Linked DNA regions of Mus musculus: all the other regions are linked to region 2. A link is a contact called in public promoter capture Hi-C data. All regions are on one chromosome and are shown on one strand. Each heading gives the region's core, a stretch centred on a gene start, on an enhancer-like site or on the middle of the called end of the contact. The rest is flanking DNA. Distances are from core to core; before and after follow the strand shown. Region 1 overlaps Vipr1 (vasoactive intestinal peptide receptor 1). Region 2 holds the start of Rpl14 (ribosomal protein L14). Region 3 holds the start of Vipr1 (vasoactive intestinal peptide receptor 1).

Region 1 (3,263 bases), core at 305-2,804, 1.1 Mb before region 2:
CCACCCACCCCACCCCACTTCCCCACAGCCCCTTCACCCCTGCTTAAGGAAAGCACTGAGCACAATGGGGGTGCTTATCCAGAACTTATGACTGGAATCTGGGGCCCACGGCAGCTGAGGTGAATTCCTCAGGCCCACGTTCATACCTGGAAAGACCCTACGACGAGTTCAAAGACCATTTTCACCTGGGCCTTAAAGTTGTCGGGGAAGAAGGCAAACATGACATAGTGAACTCCAAACAGAGGGATGAGCAGAAGTGTGGACTTGGCCAGCCTCCTGGGGACAGGGAGAGGTAGGGTGTGGGTATGTATAGCCACATGGGGAGATGGGTGTGGGTATACCAAATGCAATAGTGACCAGACCCTGTGAGGATGAACAGTGGCTGCCCCATCCCCACGGCATGCCCACTCTATCCTGTCCCCTGTCTGTCAGTGATACCGCTCTCCTGTCCCCCTACCTCCTTGCCTGGGGAAAGCACACGAGAGAATTAAACTCCCTTCTTTCTCCCCCTTCTGGAGGAAGGCCACCAAGTATGATGTGTTACGTAAGACTCAGGAGGCAAGACTTCCCGGTCGGTCCCCCCCCCCTCTGGTCTGTGTCCCCAGCTGAAGAGTGAGGCGATGTCACGCTTCGGGGATGCTGTCTCCTCGGAAGTGCTGTGGGTGTCTCCAAGGACACTAGCTCCTAGGAATGGAGCCTTCCCAGCTCCAGGGCTGGCCACATGTGCCCGGTGTGCAGGAGGGTGAGGAGCACTCGCTGTTAGGCCTGCTCATTAGTTAGTGTGTGCACACTTGTGGCTCCTGCTCTTCCTCTGTGGCCCTGTCTCTAGGGGTTGCCTCTTTCCCTGAGACCGCTTCCCTCCCGCATCTCTAGCAGTGCAGAGTCCTGCTCCAAAAGGCCAGCTTGTCTTCCCTCTGCCCTGGTGCCAGCGGGGCCAGCACTCCCTCTATCTACTGCTAAGGCCCTCTACTGTGTATACTCAGCAGACCTCACAGCTGGTCCAGGCGGTAAGGGCCACAGTTTCCTAATTCCCTGGCAGAAAATAGGTCAGGGTGGATGTGGGTGGGATAGAAACACATTTGCCCCTGCCTCTCCTGCCTTGGTTCTGAGATCCCACCCCATGCAGATGCAACCTAGACCTTCCCTCCTTCTTGGGCCTGGCTCCCAGCCACACCTCTTTGGCCATGAACCCATCCCATACTCAGAGTCTGACAGATGGAGGCTTTCTTTAAATTGAGAGTGGGAACTGACAGCCCCTCCTTGGGGATTGCCAGCTCCAGCTCCCCCTTCTGTCTGCGACAGCTGTTCCTTTCCATCTCACCCACACAGACCTGGCCACGACCAGTTTGGGTTCTGTCCCCCAGATTCTAGCCCGTTGCAGCTGGACTTCTGGGAAACAAGGTCGCTGAGGTAAAGGACACCCGTGTGCGCGTGTGGGACAGGAGTGCTGCCTCCCGGCAGTGGGCAAGCCCCGCACGCACGTCTCCTTCTGGGAAAGAGAGGGTTGTCCTGCCCATGCAGCCTGCTAGGGACAGAATGCTGTCACACCAGGAATGGGAGGAAGCGTCAGCCTCAGGCCCGACCGTCACAGGGCTCCAGAACAGAATCCCAAATCCAGCAGCTCGTGACTCCTCCAGTGGGAAATCTTCCAACCACAGCTGAGATTCCCCTAACGGAGGCCAGGTTAAGAACATCTAGGATCCCAGGACTGGATGGCCCTTGTGGGGTGGCCTGCATGGTGGGTCTGTTCTCCATTGCCACTGTGAGTGTAAAGGTTCTTCGGGCCTTTGCAAGGGTGCCCCGGTCATGTTTTATGTTTCCTTCACGTGCCTGCAAGCTCTGATTTCCATAGAAACTTGCTGGCCTTCCCAGTGCCCCTCCTCTTTTCAAGCAGTGAATTACGGCCCTTGCAATGATTAATATCAATTACCAGCAGGACTTAGAATCACGGAGGAGACAAACCTCTGGGCATATCTGAGAGGGGATTTCTGGATGGTGTTGAGGTGGGAAGACCCACCCTGACTATCGGTGGCACCGTCCCGTGGGCTGGGGTCTCAGACTGAATAGAAAGGAGAAAGTGAGCTGAGTGCTGGTGTTCGTCTCTCACTTTCAGATCGGATGCAGGATGACTGGCTGCCTTAAGCTTTACAGCCGAGTCTCTGCCTTGACGAGTGGTGCCCTTGAGCTAGAAGCTAAAGCACGGTTTCTAATTGCTTCCTTAAATTGCCTGTCAGGCATTTTGTCACAGCATCAAGGAAAGAAAATGCCTCCTCTCTTCCTGCCCATAGTGGTGTGCTCCAACTTTGGAGGCTGAGGAAGTTCATATCTGTCTTTTGTACAGCTGGGAACATTTTACTGCGGATCCCGAGTGTGACACGGGCAGAGGCATGGAGACCTCTCAGCCTGTGCCTGATCTCTGTAAGGATGTGATAGCTATCAGTGGGGAATACTGAATGTGGTTGCCTCGATGTGGAATGGGGTCTCCCAGGACATCTCCTGCTGGGCATCTGTTGTATTCCCTTCTCTGCCAGGCATAGGTCAGACTGCACAGTGTGTGAGGCAGGCACAGGGTTTCCACTCCCTTCAAGCTCCCTAGGGCAGCAGTGTGAACCTGAAGGACATTGAGCATCAGGAGAGCAGATGTAGGTGTGGAGGGCTTGGTGATGATGGGCAGGGGATGCTGAGCCTGGCCATGGGGAAGAGTAATGTCTGGCTCTGGGTACTTGTAGGCGTGTGAGGTCATGTGTAGGGCAGTGATCTGAGGACCCGGGGTGGAAGCTTGGAGCTGGGCTGCTGGGCCCACACTCACGAGTATGGGCTGCTATCATTCTTCCCAATGTCGGGTGGCCGTAGCTTCTGAACCAGGATTCGGATGATGCAGATAAACAGGATGAAGTTCACCTGTTGGATGACAAACCCGCGATGTTGGTCACTTAGAGAGAGAAAGCTGGGGTAGGTTGTTTTCTTCTCCGGTGCTGTCCACCCCTCCATAGTACCTCTTGATGGCTCTTCCCTTTGGGGCAAATCATCTGGGACTCTCCTTTGCATCCCTGAGGACCCGCCCTCTACTTTACCCGCTCTAGGGGGAACGCTGGATGCAGGGGTGGTTGATGGAAACCTGAGGCTCCTTTCTGACCTAACCCTCATTTCCTGTGTGCTCTGGGCTCAGCAGTGAGATGACGGCTTACCAAGATGGAGATGAGGATGGGGCCCTTTATGATCCACCACAGTGAGGAGTTGATGATGGTGTCCCAGCACCTGAA
Region 2 (3,301 bases), core at 193-2,692:
GGCCCCTTTCCTTGGTTGGCTCCAAACCATCTGTATTATCCGTGTATATATAGACTGTGGCACCAAACTGAAAAGCAACTTAGAACAAGGTGTTACCTGTGTGGGAACTTGAGGATGAAGTCAGTGAGCTGCATGCATTTGAAGGGCATGGCCTGCCTCCTCACCCGAGTACAGGGTCCATCCACTAAAGCCTAGGATACAAAATCAAGGACCTCAGACAGGCATCTAAAGTTCAAGATGGCTGTAACCTCTACGTAATTTCTAGCCCTTTCTGGACGAAATGTACATTACCATTCAAATGAAGAAAATGCACGTTTGTGAACCCAGTATCCTAAAAGCCTCCACTGTGGTATTTTCAGACAAGGTCAAGCAGCCCAGGCTAGTGGCAAACTCCTGCTTCTCCTACCTTATCCTCCCAGAGCCTGAGGTAGCAGGAGCCACATCTATCTTTAGAATCCAGGGACTCTAGCAAGCACTCTACCAACAGAGCCGCACCTCCAGCTCACTGAAGTCTTCTCAGTTACCTCATTTAAACTCACCTGCATTTGCCTGCCTCGTTTACCCGGTGAATTAGTGCTGTAAGATGAGCTAACTCTACCCAGTGCTTCAAACTCCGTGGCCAGTGTTTCCTCAATGGTAAACCTGTAATCTAAAGAACTCCACCCAAGGACCACTCTAGCTACCCTGAGTAACATCTACGGTGCTGTCGATCTTACGGCCACGTTAAATAAAGATTGTAAAATACTCCGTCCCACACGTACCCTGTTCTGATCAATGACATCTACAATTGCGACCAGCTTTCCAGCATGGGGCCCGAAGGAAATGTAGGCCACCCGGCCAACCTCCACGTAACGCCTGAACACCTAAAACAGGAAAAGAAACAAGGGTTGGCTTTAAATATTCCAAGTCCGCTGCTTACCGGCAACACAGGGCTCGGGGCCGCCCTGGGAGACGAGTTTGAACTTAGTAGCCAGCATTTTTTAACTTCAAGTATCCCGTGGCCACTTTCCCAGCACACGAGCTCCCTGGATCCGCTCTTACCCATGTTTGATACTCCTTTAGTTCTCATACAATTAATTCATCGTTCAATCCACTGAACCACTCCCCGGTTCGCTTTTTCCGGAGAAAAAGAACTGAAGGGAGCTCATGAGGAGCCAGGCCGCCGGGCAGGTCCGAGGCCGCAGCAGCGCCGCCATCCCCGGACCTCAGGCCCAGCCACTCCCGCCACTGCGCACGCGTGGCCCCGGTAGTGCGGTCCACGCGAGCCGCGCTCCCTGCGGGCTGGGTTCCACGCCCCGCTGCCTCCCCACGCGCTGGCCGGGTCGCGCAGAGCCACTCCACGCCGGGGCTCCCCCGCCCGGGGCAGAAGACGGGCGTCGCGACGGCCGCACTCGGAGCTCTCGGCACACACACTCACCATGTTGGCGGCGCTCAGCGAGAAGAGAGAGGGCCCGCCCTGCCGTGCGCATGTGTCGGCAGAAGCCCCGCCCCCGACGTCCAGCGTGCCCACCGATTGGTCGACGGGGAAACGTGCGTGCTTTTACGCATGCTCACTGGGTTATGACATGGCGGTTCCGGCTCTCTATGGACTGCTTCTCCTCAGACACGTGCAGTGAGCTTGGCGTTGTAATTTCTCCTTTCTATTTTGTTTGGGTTTGGGATTTTGGGGACAAGGCCTTTTAGTGTAGGCCTTCCACACTGTATAATCCAAGCAGGCTCGCTCGCAGCAATGCTCCTGCCTCAGTCTCCCAAATGTTGGCATGACAGGGCGGTCACTCCTGAGAACTTTAGGGATAGGAAGGACTCATAGGATGAACTGTCTGTCCCCAGCCCACTTCCCTTTTCTTCTGTATACACAGGATATAATTAAGACACAGCCGAGGGTGCTGGCGCTCGCCCTTAATCCCAGCCCTCGGGAGGCAGAGGCGGAAGCAAATCTGGATTTAAGGCCGCTTCCCCTACCAAGGAGACATACTGAGACATTGTCTTAAAAGTCCAAAGACACAGGGCTGGAGAGATGACTCAGCTGTTAAGAGCACTGACTGCGCTTCCAGAGGTCCTGAGTTCAAATCCCAACAATCATATGGTGGCTCACAACCATCTGTAGTGAGATCTGACGCCCTCTTCTGGGGTGTCTGAAGACAGCTACAGTGTACTTACATATAATAAATAGGCCGGGGGGTGGGGGGAGGCGGGCGGGGGAAAGGGAATATATTTCACAGATATGCCTCTTATGGAGGCATTCCTCCAAGTGGGGCTCCCTCCTCCCAGAGGACCCTAGCTGTGTCAAGTAAACAAGAGCAAAGGAGCACACTGGGTGCCTTCCTCAGTCACTCTTCTTCCGGTCTTTATGAGACAGCCTCTCACTGAACCCAGAGTTTGCCAGTTCAGATAGGCATGCTGGTCACTGAGCCCCAGGGGCACACTTGTCTCTACCTCCCCAGGATGACCACTGCAGGCCATCGATCCTAACTCTTCCTAACTCTTCATGTGTGTGATGGGGATCCAAATTCAGGCCTTTACAACATTAAGCACTTTACATACTCTTTTATGTGTGTGGAGGAATAGTCCCCTTGGAGGCCATTAAAGCTAGAGCTATGAATGAGCTGGAAACAGAACTCAAGAAAGCATTCAACTGCTAGTCATCTCTGTGGCTCTGAACGAACCCCATTTCAGACATTTTATTTTATTTTATTTTATTTTATTTTATTTTATTTTATGTGTATGGGTGTTTGTGAGCACCAAGCGCAAACAAACTTAGTACCTGCAGAGGCCAGGAGAGGGCATCACATCCTCTGGAACAGGAGTTAACAGAAGATTATGAGCTGCCAGCCTCTCTCAATAAATTCCTCATCCTAACGAGTCTGCTTTTGCTGAAGAGTGAAGCGGTACTGAGTGAGGAATCCCAAGGAAAAGCTCTCAGTCAGGACAGATGCCGAGAGCTCAGTGAAAAGATGTTCCAGACAAGAGGGACGGAGAATCCTTGCCACCTGCAACTCATGCACTCGGCCGGCGGGTCCTGGAGAGCTCGGTCCTGGAAAGCTTCACTGCCGGGAGCTTGGGGGATGAGACAGGAACCAACCAGCAGTGGACTCGGGAGTGTGGCAGAGCAGGGAAGAGTTTTCCTGGGGCACGTGGGAACCAGGATTCAAACCCCAAACTACCAAAATGAATACACTTAAAGTCAATCACAGTGGTTCAGGGAAAGAAAAAAGTTCACCTGTTGTTCTTAAACATGCAGCTCTTATATTTCCTTGATTTTTTTTATTATTAGGTCATTTTTTTTTTTTTTTTTGGAAAG
Region 3 (3,316 bases), core at 735-3,234, 1.1 Mb before region 2:
AAGAGCAGGGGCTGGGGTCCCCCTCCAGTCCAGGGAGAGGAGAGCAGGGGCTGGGGTCTCCCTCCAGTCCAGGGAGAGGAGAGCAGGGGCTGGGGTCCCCCTCCAGTCCAGGGAGAGGAGAGCAGGGGCTGGGGTCCCCCTCCAGTCCAGAGAGAGGAGAGCAGGGGCTGGGGTCCCCTCCAGTCCAGAGAGAGAAGAGCAGGGGCTGGGGTCCCCTCCAGTCCAGGGAGAGAAGAGCAGGGGCTGGGATCCCCCTCCAGTCCAGGGAGAGAAGAGCAGGGGCTGGGGTCCCCCTCCATTCCAGGGAGAGGAGAGCAGGGGCTGGGGTCCCCCTCCAGTCCAGGCTAAGTCCCTTCCCCTCATTTTGTGGACCAAGAGGGCAGCCGAGGCTGGGAGGCTAGTGGAACTGAAGATGGGGTTGGAGTGGAAAGATCAGAGGCAACCAGGGAAGGCTCCCTGGAGGAGGAGCTAGAGTTGGCACCTCCAAATAAGAAGTAGGAAGATGGAATTGGAGGGACTGGGCTCAATCTGTTTCTAGATGGATGGTACCTGGGGCCAGAGGCCTCCAGTGGTCCAAAAACCCCTGGCTTATCCAAAATGGAGTAGCCAGGACACAGAGTTGGGGAAGTTGGAGGGCTGCTAGTGTGGTCTGTGACACTGAGGGCCAGAGTCTGATGAAGCTTGGAGTGTGGGGAGGGGCTGTAAACAGGAGGAAGGGGGCAACACTGTCCAATTCTCAGAGAGCAGCACCTTCTCCGGAAGGGGTTGGGGGGGTGGTGAGATTTTCCAGAGCAGGGTGTGCCAGACACCAGCTAGGAGGAAACAGATTCATGTCCTGATCCCTGCCCTGGGAAAGGTTGTGATTAGGGAGGGACCACGGGATAGACTGCACTAAGGTGACCGACCAAGATTCCCCACTTCCTCCAGGCAGCCCACTTGTTCCAGACCAGAATCCACTAAGGAAAAGACAATCTTGAAGCAACAGCTCCACAGACCTAGAGCAAGGGAAGGGAAGATCACCTCTGTCCAAGTGTGGCTGGCAGGGACAGGTGTGGCTCCTGTGGCCTCATTTTGCCCTTCTGTAAAATGGGTTTAGGGGGTCTCTGAGTCTTGAGGTCTTTCTTAGTCTCAGAGGAGGTGACCAGGTGTCTGCCCCATGACCCTGGTGAGTCTGTCACAGCCACAGGAGCACACCCACACACATGTCTGTGTGGGAGGAAGCCGAGGTCTAAGGTAGAGCAAGCCCCCCTGCTTTTCCCAATACATGCTTTTACCTGCCCACCATCAGCCTATAGTTAGAGGATAAAGAGCACAGAATGAAATTCTCACCAGATCCCAAGGACCCCTCCCCAGGGTACAGGCACTAAGGTCTGATGCTGTGCTGTCTTCATCGCACAAGTTCTCAAAATACCCAGAGAGGCTTCCAGACACAGCCTCCTTCCCACCCGACAGTCTACAGGATCTCCCATCTCACTCGATCGTGCCACCCACAGTTCTCCTCCCCACGTACCCCCACAGGCACTCATCGCAAGGCAAGTCTGGGGCTCCCTCTCGCCCCCAACCTCTTCATCGCTGATTGGGATCACTTCGCGGTGAGCGCTCTAAGATGAGCTAAGAGGGACCCGCCGCTACCGAGCTCCCACGCCTCTGGGCTACAGAAGAGAGAAGACGAGAACCGCGCTCCTGCTGCCCCCCGATGGCCAGATGGTCCCGGATACGCTGCCCCCGCAGTTCCCCCATCCGTGGGATCTGGGTGGAGGGGCACACACTCACCGCGGGTCCGAGGGCGCAGGCGAGGGCTCCTGCCAGCACGCAGAGCCAGCGGGCAGGCGGTAGGCTCGGAGGGCGCATGGTCCGCCCTGAGCCCGCGGCAGGCAGCCGAGAGCGCCTACGGGGTCTGTGGCTAACGCAGCGCGGGAGAGTGGCGCGGGCCAGCGGCCCGGGCGCTATGAGGCACAGCTCCAGGCTAGGGGAGGGCGGCGGGGGCTCGTCTGACGGGCGGCGGGGTTAGCCAATGGCACGGCGGAGGCGGTACCTCGGCGCAGGTAGGGGGCGGAGCCGGGGCCCCCGGGGGCGTGAGCACAGAGTCCCGCTAGAGGTGCGCGTCGTCGGGAGCTGCTAGCTAGCGAGCATCCTCTCGGCTCTCCGATGCGGGGACGCTGGGCTCAACACCGCCCAGTGTTCCCCGCGCCCGCACCTTTCTCTCTCAACCCCGGCTGCGCCCTCGGCCCCTGGCAGTGAGCTCCTCCAGTCTTCGGCTCCAGGGAGTTTAGCTGCCGGCTCCCCGGTTTCCACGTCGGCTTGCAGCCCAAATTCTTGGACTAGAAGGGCCACAGCTTTCCAGGGCTGAAGGCTGGCCTCCGATGGGGTCCAGCGGATCACGCTGTTGGAACCATCTGCGACAAGGGAGAAGCCGAGGGGGCGCAGCCGGGGTCGGGGAGTCCCAACTGGGGGTTCCTCTTGGCCGCCCAGGGCAGGGTGCACTCAGAGCTGGACACGACTTGGCCGGCGCAGCTCGTGAGGGACGAGAAGTCAATGTTCCAGCGCCCCCGCGCGGGGACCAAAGCCTGTACCCTTTCTTGGGCCCAGGCTGCCCACAGACCGGTCTTCCCGGAGTCCCCAGGGACTAGGATCAGGGTGCCAGTGTCCCGCGCTGTGTCTCCAAGATCGGGCGGGCCGGTAGCGGGTGATCTGAGGCTGCTCTCCCTCCGAAGCTTGTCTTTAGGGCTCGGATTATTCGGTGCTAGCGTGGGGCGCGGGGTTACCGACTCAGAGCCCTTCGCGCTACGTCTTAGGGAACCCGTGCAGATGACTTTCCAAGAGCTCGAGTGATCATGGTGAGAAGGTGATGTGGGGGGCTGATGGCGCGGTGGGATAGAAGGTGGGAGGAGGGGCGGAGTTGCAGAGGGCCGCGTGTCCCTGCGCGAAGTAGGGTGTGCGATCCATTTGAAGGAAGTCGCTCTCCGGGCGCTTTCTGGCCAGCAGGAGCGCGGGAATTTCCCGAGGATTCTCCAGCCTTCCCAACCTGCAACGTGGGAAACTAACGCTGTGGGCGTGGCCTTGAGGTCGGTTACAGAAAAGTCTGGAAGCAAACCCCTGGCCTTCCTCCTTCCTCTCCTTCCTAGTCTACCGCACTTCCCTTGTTCTCTCTCCCCCTGAGCCTGAGCCTGAGCCTGAGCCAGGCCTCTACTACGCACCAGGGCATAGGAGGTAAGAGGCACTCCCTGCAATTTCTGCTTCCGGATAGAGAATGGGCTAGTTGTCACAGGCCTTTCTCCAGTTATGGGGTGTCAGAAGAGGGAGCTGTTTAGTAGTT

The links. Promoter capture Hi-C pulls out the DNA fragments that hold promoters and counts their contacts. Capture Hi-C pulls out chosen DNA fragments and counts their contacts.
Region 1: a promoter capture Hi-C map of hippocampal neurons shows a contact between it and region 2, with 3 times the contacts expected there. The contact joins the enhancer-like site here to the promoter of Rpl14 in region 2. A contact is called at or near these places in 9 of 39 promoter capture datasets (the 3T3-L1 cell line, the C10 cell line, embryonic stem cells and 3 more) and 4 of 115 datasets of contacts at active chromatin or transcription factors (astrocytes, embryonic stem cells, epiblast stem cells and 1 more).
Region 3: a promoter capture Hi-C map of adipose tissue shows a contact between it and region 2, with 3 times the contacts expected there. The contact joins the promoter of Vipr1 here to the promoter of Rpl14 in region 2. A contact is called at or near these places in 4 of 39 promoter capture datasets (embryonic stem cells, hippocampal neurons and liver), 5 of 115 datasets of contacts at active chromatin or transcription factors (astrocytes, embryonic hindbrain, embryonic stem cells and 2 more) and 2 of 9 other capture datasets (adipose tissue and pancreatic islet).

What each region holds. Positions count from the first base shown.
Region 1 is chr9:121,665,447-121,668,709 of GRCm38.p6, reverse strand. It overlaps Vipr1 (vasoactive intestinal peptide receptor 1), which reads right to left. Exons shown (of 13, transcript NM_011703.4): 9 at 3,189-3,258; 10 at 2,810-2,901; 11 at 147-276. Among named protein-coding and RNA genes, the nearest start is that of Vipr1, 24 kb to the right of the region's middle. Within about 2 kb of position 1,554, at least 27 of the 459 cell types and tissues checked have an H3K27ac peak or open chromatin away from gene starts, as enhancers often do. A contact at or near this core is called in hippocampal neurons and pre-B cells, where this site is marked.
Region 2 is chr9:120,569,658-120,572,958 of GRCm38.p6, reverse strand. Rpl14 (ribosomal protein L14) reads right to left here and starts at 1,442. Exons shown (of 6, transcript NM_025974.2): 1 at 1,418-1,442; 2 at 762-863; 3 at 97-191. The coding sequence starts at 1,420.
Region 3 is chr9:121,641,384-121,644,699 of GRCm38.p6, reverse strand. It overlaps Vipr1 (vasoactive intestinal peptide receptor 1), which reads right to left and starts at 1,984. Exons shown (of 13, transcript NM_011703.4): 1 at 1,774-1,984. The coding sequence starts at 1,851. It also overlaps a transcript of Lyzl4 not described here.